2 separate regions of the Mus musculus genome follow, and region 2 is linked to region 1. Evidence: chromatin contacts called from public Hi-C data. All regions are on one chromosome and are shown on one strand. The core of a region is the stretch at or near the end of the contact, and the rest is flanking DNA. Distances in the headings are between cores, read along the strand shown. Region 1 has its middle 330 kb from the start of Cnksr2. Region 2 has its middle 330 kb from the start of Rps6ka3.

Region 1 (5,620 bases), core at 815-3,314:
ATATGAATAGGAAAGTCAAAAGCCTATAAGTGATATTTAAACCTGTGACACTAGAGGCAAGTTTGAGAGGAGTGAGGGGAAACAGTGAAGCCCATGTGCTGGGCACTTGAAGATTTAGAAAAAAAGCAACGAATTTGGGAGTCAGAGAAAGACCAGACAGGTCTGAAGGGGAAAACTGGGTGAGTTTAGTGATCTGCAATCAAAGTAAAGGAAGTGTTTGAGGTAGAAATATTGATAAATTGTTTCAAATGCAACTGCTATATCAAGAGAGATGATTGAAGATCATCTGTCATGAAAACCCACAGAGATTAGAGGTTGGAACCATTTTTAAAATACTGTACTGAAGGCTAATGACTCTTTTCTAATACAAATGTCTTTGTGGCTCCTACTTTTGTGGAAATTGTTGAAAAAATTTTCATCTGTGGTTATGTTCAATACTGTCATTAAGCCTGAATATTTGAGCTCTTGCTGTAGGCTTCCAGGCCCAGAGAACTCTAGTAACTGTGCTTCTCTGCCTCTCTCTCTCTCTCTCTCTCTCTCTCTCTCTCTCTCTCTGTCTCTGTCTCTCTCTCTCTCTCTCTCTCTCTCTCTCTCTCTCTCTCTCTCTCTCTCTGTGTGTGTGTGTGTGTGTGTGTGTGTGTGTGTGTGTGTTCCTGCTTGCATGGCAAGCACTTTAGTAACTTAGCCATTTTATCCCCAACCCTATAAATGTTCTAAAACACTTCCTGGTAACAGGTATTCTGAGGATGACAATCCTGGGGCAATAACCAGATATTTTTTTCTGCTCTTTTTATTCTGCTTGAGTACCCTTTGTAAAAATTACAGAATAAGGGATTCAAGAAAGGACACATTTGGAATATGAATTGCTCGATACCTATACATTTCTGACATAGGAGTTTGTTATATCAAAAAATGAATTATTATTCATATTTAACTATATTCTCTGGCAGCATTAGCATGTGGCACATCATTGGTGAAGCTTGATGACAACCTTTAAGGGAGCCATTGGAAGCCATTTTTCAATGACAGCACAATAAAGGGGTAGAATCATGAGTCATGTCATAACCACCATGAGACAAAAGGCTTTGGGAATCTGCAGTTAGTAAGATCAGTATTATTTTAATTCAAATGATGAAGAGTCATTGAATTATGAGCATAATTCAATGATATTTATTAAACTTTTTTAGTCAAAGGTATGAAATTACCCAGGAATGGCACATTTGACACTAAAGAACATGTAAAGGCCTTTATACTTACCTTGAAATAGATGGTGCCAAGATATTACAAAAAGCTTATGGTGTTTTGCTTATGCAACAAATTATAATTTCTAGGCATCAATCTCTAGGGATGTTCTTCAGGAGCCTCCCCCTTCGGTTTTGAAATGAGGACTCACTGGCTCAGAGCTAGTTAAGCTGGGCTGGGTGGCCAGCAAGCTAAGGGATCCATCTGTCTCCAACTTCAACAGGAAACTGGCATATGTGTGTGTGTGTGTGTGTGCGTGTGTGTGTGTGTGTGTGTGTGTGTGTCTGTGTGTGTCTGTGTGTCTGTGTGTGTGTCTGTGTTCTTCAGATTTAACTAAATCCTTTCTGCTTCTTTTGGTAGTGCTTTATCAATTGAACTATCTTTCCAGCCCCTTATCTAACATTTCTAAACAAACTATTTACATATTTAGATTAAATAAATAATCTGACCTGCTCCTAGAGGCATTACAGGTATGGCTACCATGTCATATGTACATAAGTAGGTGACAAAGAGGAGAAAGGCTATGTCTATGCTTAGTGTTATGAACTCTGAACAGCTGAATGATCTATGAACATTTGAATGATTACTAGCCTAACATTCCTTGAAAAAAGCATGCCTGATACAATCATGAGTCCTGTGCCAGGGACCTCAGATGAGGAGCTCGCTTGAGATGACCATCAGTTTGGCATCAAGCAGGCCCTGCCAACTCCGAGGACCAAGAGCAAGCAAGAGACTAGAAGAACCACTTCTAGGGACTGACAGCACCCCCCTCAAAGTGGGAGTAATCCCAAAATAGACAACCCTTGCTTACATGGGGCCATGCCAGCAGGCCAGGCAAGGAGCAAACCAGATGGCCACTATACCTGAACCATGGGGTGTGGACAGGGAGTTTAGTCAGATTCCATGCAGGCTGGGGGTGTGAAGACCATGCCAGAAATGACCCCTGCCTGATTCCATAATGCATGAGCAGGGACTAGCACTCCTGAGACCACTTCTGAGATGACCCCAGACACTCAGAGACTGAAGGCACCACTAACAGGAGCAAGTAATTGGTGGAGAAATGGAAGAGAAAGAGAAACAGAAGGATGTGGACTCAATGAAGAGGCAAAACTGCAGACTCAAAGGTAGTGAGGAACAGTCTGATGTGAGTAGCTGGTGATGCCACCTGGGACCATGGTGAAGTCCTGGCCTTTGATGCCACCTGGAGCCATTCATAGGGTCCTTGGCCTTGCAGCAGCTGGGGACTGTTACCACCAAAGGCCAGGCAAACTTCCTGGTCTGGGCTGCTGTCTGGGGACATATTCATGTCTGAGGGCTCTGCTGAACTGGCCCCAACCCTCACTTGGGAATCATGGGAGTCCTGGCCTGGGAGCAGGGGAACAGGAGAGGTGACCCCTCCCATAGACAACTACAGTACTTAGGAAAGCTTGTCCTGTGTATTGCAGGAGTTTTGGATGAATCAGATGGAGGCTACTAGTGTGGGAGAACTGGCCCTACCACTCATCTTTCATATGGTGGCATGGACAAGGGAGTGATTCCTTCCATCCCACCCCAACCCCTTGCTTCTCACCGCTGGCAGGTGGGAGACCTGGCTCCAGGGCTGTGAGAGCAAGAGAGATGACCCTGCTCCTTTCCAGCTGTAGCACTCAGGAATGTTGACCCCACACCACCCCTGGGCAGCACAGTAGAGCTGACCTGGTGGCAGAGGCTTGACCAAGCTGGCTCCAATGGCGTAAGAGTGAAAGAATTTGACTAAGTTGGCACCAAGGGCAGGAGAGTGGATGAGTTTGCCTTGCCACTTGTCTTCTGTGTAGTGACATGGAAGAGAGAGAGAGAGAGAGAGAGAGAGAGAGAGAGAGAGAGAGAGAGAGAGAGAGAGAGATGACCCTCCTCCCCTCTCTCATCCCTTGCCATTTATGTCATGCAGAAGAGCCCTGAAGTCTTGAGAGTGGGAGATCTGGTCATGTCCCTTACTGGCTGCAACACTTTGGAGAACGGGCCCTGCACCTCACCTGGGCAGAAGGATAGAGCCGGCCCTGGTAGCAGGGGTTGTTGCTGAGCCAGCCCCAAGGGCATGGAAGCTGGAGAACCAGAGCGCTGACTAGTTCAGATACTTCTCATGACCAAATCCAGGGTTTTGAACTAGCCTGTTCCAACATCTATCCCAACAATGAACTGCTGGGGTCAGTCCTACAGATCCAAAACTACAGAATCTCCACGACACAGGATGACAATAGGATATCCAAGAGGAGTCCCAGTGAGGATCCAATATCAATAGAGTAGCAGAAGCCAGAGGCCTCTCATACCAGACCAATTAGCAAATGAACATTTGCAAGCAAAGAAGTGTGGACAAAAGGGTATTGTGTGGGACATACTGTGCCATACTATAGCTTCCACAAAGAGATTTTTTTCCTGTGTTTTGAGGATGTTGTAAAGGTAGAGGGCAGGTACAAGGGGAGGAGGAGATGAGTGGGACTGGGGTGCATGATGTGAAATTCAGAAAAAACCAGCAAAAAGACTTTTAAAAAAATCTGTCTAGAATCCTGGAAAAAAATATTTGCTCAGAGCTGGCATATATGTTAGTGAGGAGCCTCTAACTCTGTATGTGATGTGGCATTTGTTCTTCCAACTGCATTGCATGAGACTATATTGGATTTTTCAGTCCCTATATCTGTCAAATGCCAAATAAGCTCAGAACACTGGCTTCGACTGTCTTAAAGTGGAAAATGCTATGACTCATAGCATAAATTGTACAGTTTGGGATATAGTCAGTTCTCTTGCATATTGTAGGCTAGGAACATCTTCTTCACCTACCTGCTTCTATATGACTTATTAAAGCAGCCCAATTTATCGAAAGGCTTTTTAAAAACCTACTAAGGTCTATTTATATCTGACCTTTAAAAATCAAAGCACCTTTACAAGATGCTATGTGTATCAACCATTAACACAAATTGTCTTTTGGAAACAAGCTGATAGAGTGCAATATATAGTAATTTCTATAAAATAAAACCATTGATCACTGTCTAACAATACAATCAAGCTAAATGTAACCATAGATTAAATGTTAAACTTATTATATTTACTTGTTAGACTATTATGCAACATTTTTAAAGTGGGAGAAGTTGTGCTGTGTGACTTCTGAAGATAGATCATAACATGCTATACAGACCTCACTTGTAGGGGACATCTATACTTGGAAATTCAGTTATCACATTTTGGGGAAGTCCAGGCCACCAGAAAAAGTCACAAGTGATGTTTCTGCTAACAGCCTAAACTGAAATCTCAGCCAAAACCCAGCATGGATCAGGACCCGTGTGAGTGAGCAAGCCATCAGATGATTCCAGCCTCCAGCCATTGAAGTGCCCCAGTTAGTGCTGAGAGGAACAGAGTCCAGCTGTCCCTGACAATTGCTGCCAAAACTGCAGATTGTTAAACAAAATTAATCTTCTTGCTTTAAGTCGCTACATTTTGGGGTGACTTGTTATGAACCATTAGATTAACCGAAGGAGACCATATAAAAAAAGGAAAATAGAGCTTAGGATATCAAAAGTGAAACGTTAAGAATTAATATGTAATAATGTCTATCTAAATAATTCTGTGAATAGTTCAGAGACAAAAAAGAAAACATCTAAATGCTTATGAAGTTTGTGTAACTGTGATAATATCTTCATATACTTTTTCTCATTAGTTTCCCAAATTTTCACATACATGTATGGAATAAAAAGCAGTTGTTATTTTTTAATCAAGTTCAATTTTTTTATTTAGTGCTATTATTTAAGAAACCATTAAAACAATGAACCTTCTTGCTGTGGGCTGACTCAGTCTCTCATTATGTACCAAAACATTCTCAGAAGCTCCTACTGTTGATCAACCAAGCAGACATTGAATGCAAGACAGACGTGATTGAAATGTATTCATTTATCATAAATTAAAGATCTTAATTGGGAACAGACATCCAATGTAGGCATCTCCCATCTGCTGTTGGTAATGTTAACATTAAAAATGTCACTATGGTAAACTCATTAATTACATATTCTGGGGACTGCTAAACCATTAACTTACACCCGAAAGGGCTCAGTCAGCTTATCTTCTGACTATAAGACAAAAGGGGGCTAACCACACTGGCAAACCACACTGGGAATTTTCTAAGAATTAAATGATATGCTCTTTAACCTTCTCTCATGCTTTCATGAACAAATCATTAGGGGTTCTCTTTCAAGAGTGACCAAATTTCAAACAATGAACAATTCAGAAATCTCTTAAATAAGGCTTCAAGACTCTTTACTACAAAGCTCATGATGAACCTTGAAACATAAGTATCTTCAGTAGTAATTAATTCTGGGACTTTAAATAGAATTTACTCAAAGCATGGTGGCCC
Region 2 (5,123 bases), core at 2,174-4,673, 550 kb after region 1:
CTCACTGGTTTTTGTCAGTAAGTCTCTCTTTTCTCCCTTCAGCTGAGCAACACGCACTAAAAGAGACATAAGAAATAATAGAAGGGGCAATATTTCCAAGGTCACACAGCAAATAAAAGGCAGATCTGTGATCTAAACCTAAGCCTACATTTCTGCTGCTGTTGTTATTTTGATCATTTTTCAGTCATGTTTTGTTTTCTCTGGCCTGGACAATGAAAGCTTCCTCACACTGCCCCTGTAGGCTGCAAAGCTATGCCAACAACCACAGAATTTCACCTTAATAAGATGATTTTTCCAAGACAGGATAGTGTCTCTGGGGGGAAAAAAATCCCCCTGCAGATTTTTTGAAATTCTGAAGTTCCTCAGTTAGTAAATATGTGAACAAAAGAGCTAAATATTGTATTGGTCTTTGAGGTTTAAAAAAAAATGAACCCCTTTTAATCAACTGTGTGCATTGGATCTTTTAGCAGTGCTGACAAACACTAACAGCACTAATAGTACTGAAGAGCTCCTATATCCCAGCTTACTGTGTGCTTAACATCAAGTCACTGAAGTCTCACTGTAATCCCCAAAGATGCTTGCATCGTAGGGATCAAAAGCTCTGCTGGGGACAGAGTAGCACAGACCTATAATCACATCATTCAAGAGGTAGAGGCATGAAGACCACCCTGAGCTACTCAGCAAAACCCTGTCTCCCCACCACCATCCCCCAAAAAGAAAAGAAAGAAAAGAAGCAAAAAGAAAAAAAAGAAAAAAAAAATTGAAGGCTTTTCCATACCACACAGTACCTAACTAGGATTCCCCAGAGAGAATTACTCAGACAATAATTGCTATAAAAACACTAAGGAAATTGTTGATAAATAGTGACACTGTTTGCAGAAATGTGAAATACAAAGTACTTTGGGGATTTTTGAAATACCATAATATCCTGAACAATGTTGTCTTGGTTGTCGAATGTTGCTGTGTTCTTGGAAAGAAGTCAAATAAACAATGTCATCTACATTTATTCTAGAGAGAAGGGTAACATGTTAGATTGGAAGGCATTGTGTCATCATTTGCAGCTTGTAAAACTGAAGACCAGGAAGGGAAGGAATTCAAGAATACTCAGCCAGCTAAATCAGCCGGGATCAGAGCCAGATGTCCTGGAACTGCAGGCCCTTTCCCACTCACCCGCAAGTTGTATCTTTCCATCTTTCCCTTCAAACTGCTCCCTTGGACCATGGCAAATGGACACAACTAATACACTAATGCCCCACTCTTCCAACACTTGGCAGAAACGTTTGTCTCGGAAACATTTAAGATGGTGTTATAATCGTTTTTCTTTTTTTCTTTTTAAATGTCTTTTCTGCGAAAGAAGCAGTAAGACTAAGCTTCAGGCTTCTCTGCCTCATCATTATATAATACTTGTCTGGGACTGCAAATCACTCGCAGAAGGACAAAGCTCGGGGGAAGAAAGGGTGGGTGTGAATCTTTTGTGATTTCTTGAGTAACGGGAGGCGATTTGTCATTTTAGGAAAACTGGAGCCTGTGTTCTCAGATTCATGCACGATCCAGCCTGTTTGACTCTACTGAAAACTTGCGGTTTCTGAGCCCTTCCCTAAAGTTGGGGGTAGAACACACGGGTAGCAGACAGACCTGTTTTTCTCTCCTCCCTTCTCCCCAAGTAAGAGAAGCTAATAATAAATCAAAGTTCTAGAACTTGAATTTGAACTGAAAATACCTCAGAATAAAACCTGTTTCTTCCATCCGGCAAATCAGCCAGAGCAGGGACTACTTGCATTTTCTGTGAACGCTCGCCCCCTGCTGGTCAAGTTTGATTATGACTGACTCTTGAGAGAAGTAAACAAAATTACCATACCAAAAAGAATTTTTTATCGACGGAGAGAAGATTTATAGAGAACTCATTAATGTAACTTTTTAGTCTTAAAGTTAGCGGTTATGGAGAACCCACAGGGACTTGTTTTTAATTCTCATGGAGACTTTCACAAGCGAAATTCTTGGGGAGCTCTCCAAAAACCTTGTTGCTGAACATATTTATAGAAATGTGAAAATAAAACAACTCTCAAAGGATAACAGTGTAAAAAAAACTTTGGCTATTTATATTAAACTCCTACCAAAACAGCATGCAGTCCCCTCAACTTGGGACGATAAAAAGAATTCCAGAGCAAATAAAGTTACCTGGAGGGACAGGGTCTCCTGGTATAATTTAGGTTGGCCTGAAATTCACTATATAGCCCAAGCTGGCTGCACACTACCACCAGTCCTCCTGCCTCGACCTCTCGAGTGCTACGATTACAGGCTTGAGGCACTAAATGTGGCTTGAGGGGTACTTTTAAAGTATTTTGACTCAAAACCAATGAGATGTGTTGTTTAAATACAGTACACCTGAAACTCTGAGCTGCCCACTTTTTGCCTCCTTGTAAAAAGTCCTGCCATGTGCTGCCCATCTTTACTTAAGTACTTCGTTTGAAAGGTCAGCCAGTTCTATTAGAAATTCTGCTCAGCTTGATTTCAGTCTCTGTGTCCTGCTCTCATTTGATAAGGAATGCATGCCAATGATCTACGGTTAGCTGCTTGGTGGCGACTGCTTTTCCTCCCTAAAGCCCTTCCCCGGCTTTTCTTTCTCCCTCTCCACCACCCACATGCTGCTCTTATTCGGACTACTTCAACTGCCTCTATCACTCATCCACACCATTCCTGGCCTCCCTGTGCACCCACGTGCATACCCTTAGTGTGGCTCCATTTAACCCCTTGCTTGCCTGACAAATACAAACTCAACTAGGCTGGCGGAGTCTAGCACTCACGGGGACTGTGCACAGGTTTTGCAGTTCCCACCCAGAAACTAATCAGGCTCCCATCAGCAAACAGATCACATTACATAAGGCAGCTGGAAGGCGGCTCGGAGGCTGGGAAGCCAGATCACAAGGCTGCTGCTTCACCCACGTGCTGGTGAATCTTCCATCAGCCCCTCGGGAGAAGCAAACCCAGACGTCTGTAGTTAACAGCGTACATTTTGTGCCTGCCAGCGAGCACGCAGGTATAGAATACAATCTGCTAGGTTTTACGTCCATGTACCCCCAAATCAAAATACTCAGCAGAGACCATGTAGCCCCCAGGGAATACAGAAACATTTTTCCTTCTTTGAAATTCCTTCAACTCTTTATTAAGCCTCGTACTTATCCGAGAATAGCTTTTGTTTTACTGCCTGGGCAGTATGCGTTTAATGACTAATGGGCACAAAGCAGGACAACCCTGTCACACACACACACACACACACACACACACACACACACACACAAATGGGTAACCCAAATTCTCCCTTCCTGCTCCTTAGATAAGCCTTCACACTTCACTGCTCAGTGGAAAGCAAAGAAGGCATGGGGTGAACTGAATTCAGCTGTTGTTACCTGATTCTGACCACACTGGAAGGAGTCTAATTTTCAGGCACAGATTTGGTTTACGCAGTGAGTGGGCAGGTGGAACCTCCTCCACCTAGAAAGGAATCGTGATAAGGGAGAATTTTTTTTAAAGGTGGGGGAAGAGCCTAGAAACGAAATCCGTTTTCATCGCACGTGATGTGTGCAGATCTTAAAGTAGGTTGTTGCACTTCTGCACTGGGCTGTGTTTTGCCTTCGATGGATGCACATTCAGCTTGAGGCGATGCTGATAGCCGTGATTAAGCAGCGCTTCCAAGGGAAAATGTTTTGTTGTTTTCCTACCAAGATAGGAAATGCTTGTTTAGTATGCAAGAAAACTCCTCCCATTTCTGAAATGGAATTTACGTTATACGGTCTTTTGTTAGATGGTTAAGATTGCACTGCATGGTAGAAAGGACGTTAGGAGAATTTTAAGTGAGAGAGAGGGAGGAAAAAGAATGCAGGAGATAAAGAAGGGTGGGAGGTAGATACGAAGGGGGAGTGTAAGGGGGAAGAATCCAGGAATGCTTAAGCAAAGTAGAGAAAGAAAGGGGAGTGTGGATCCATTGTTCACAATAGAAGGGCTAGTTAAAACCACCAATTTCAGGAGCCAGGAGGGCATCTCGATTAGGGAAATCCCAGCTATGTGCAGCCCCTACCCCGCTGGGAATATCTGCTGACAGGAATGTAATGGAAAGTGTAGCTGATGTGAGAATCACCAGAGAAAGAAAGCCTAGGACTCTGCTGGGGAAGAGGATTTTTCTCAAACAAGAAAGAAGTGAACCCATTCATTCTAAATGAAAGATGCCAAGTGTATATACAAAGATGGAATATAGAAACTCTCCCAAAGGGACATTAAACACTGTAATTGCGTCATTGTCTATAGACCTGCAGCCGACTTCCATCTCAAACAATATAAGAAAATAACAATTCTTCATGAATTATTCAGAGGTTCCCTTTGTGGCAGTCACACACTGTACAACTAAGGCCCCACAGATCTTCTTCAAGGAGCCTGTGGAACTATTTCTTACATAAGTGTGGGAAGGTGGCAGCTGGCTTTAAGTTCAGTGACAATGCTTTCAGCCTATTTGACTAATAATTTCGAAAGTCTTTTGCAACAACTTTGTAACACTTAATGCTGAATTGTGTTTAGTGTGTCATGTTTTGGACATCTTGGTCAGTTGCCTTTGCTGTAGCTGCCACTATCAATGTTAATGATAATAATATTTTGTTGGTGCAATGAGGTTGTGTAATAAAGAAGACAAAAGGAAATACTGTGTGCTCCACAAGGGGCTGAGAATTGATTTTATTAAAGCTTTGCTGCCACCTAGTGATGCATTTGAAGAACTACCTGATTTAGACCGAAGTCATTCCAATGCATTTTAAAATACCAGTGCAACTGTTGGGAGGGCTAGCAACCAAAATACTAAAACTACAATGTTAAGCATTCCAGTAATATGAATATAATCAAAACTGTAATAAGTTTCCTATATATTATACAACTCAGTTACTCAAAATGTATCAAATAAAAGTGTGTTATAAACCAAACCATTAAAAACAGTTATAGTCAACGTTTATGTAATACCTACCCCATTTATATAAACCTATCTTGTGCCTGACATGACTTGATACAATGGAGAAAGCCCCTGAAGTTGGGAGCTCCTATCACAAGCCATACCCACAAGTAACTGTCCATCTATTTTCTAT

The links. Hi-C and Micro-C count contacts between places; a contact is called where the count stands out from the background.
Region 2: a Hi-C map of cerebellar granule neurons shows a contact between it and region 1, with 6 times the contacts expected there. The contact joins two enhancer-like sites. A contact is called at or near these places in 2 of 39 promoter capture datasets (cranial neural crest and hippocampal neurons) and 8 of 484 Hi-C or Micro-C datasets (brain, cerebellar granule neurons, cerebellum and 2 more).

What each region holds. Positions count from the first base shown.
Region 1 is chrX:158,371,392-158,377,011 of GRCm38.p6, forward strand. It overlaps the pseudogene Gm22522. Among named protein-coding and RNA genes, the nearest start is that of Cnksr2, 330 kb to the left of the region's middle. Within about 2 kb of position 2,065, at least 2 of the 459 cell types and tissues checked have an H3K27ac peak or open chromatin away from gene starts, as enhancers often do. A contact at or near this core is called in cerebellar granule neurons, where this site is marked.
Region 2 is chrX:158,920,513-158,925,635 of GRCm38.p6, forward strand. No RefSeq gene overlaps it. Among named protein-coding and RNA genes, the nearest start is that of Rps6ka3, 330 kb to the right of the region's middle. Within about 2 kb of position 3,424, at least 45 of the 459 cell types and tissues checked have an H3K27ac peak or open chromatin away from gene starts, as enhancers often do. A contact at or near this core is called in cerebellar granule neurons, where this site is marked.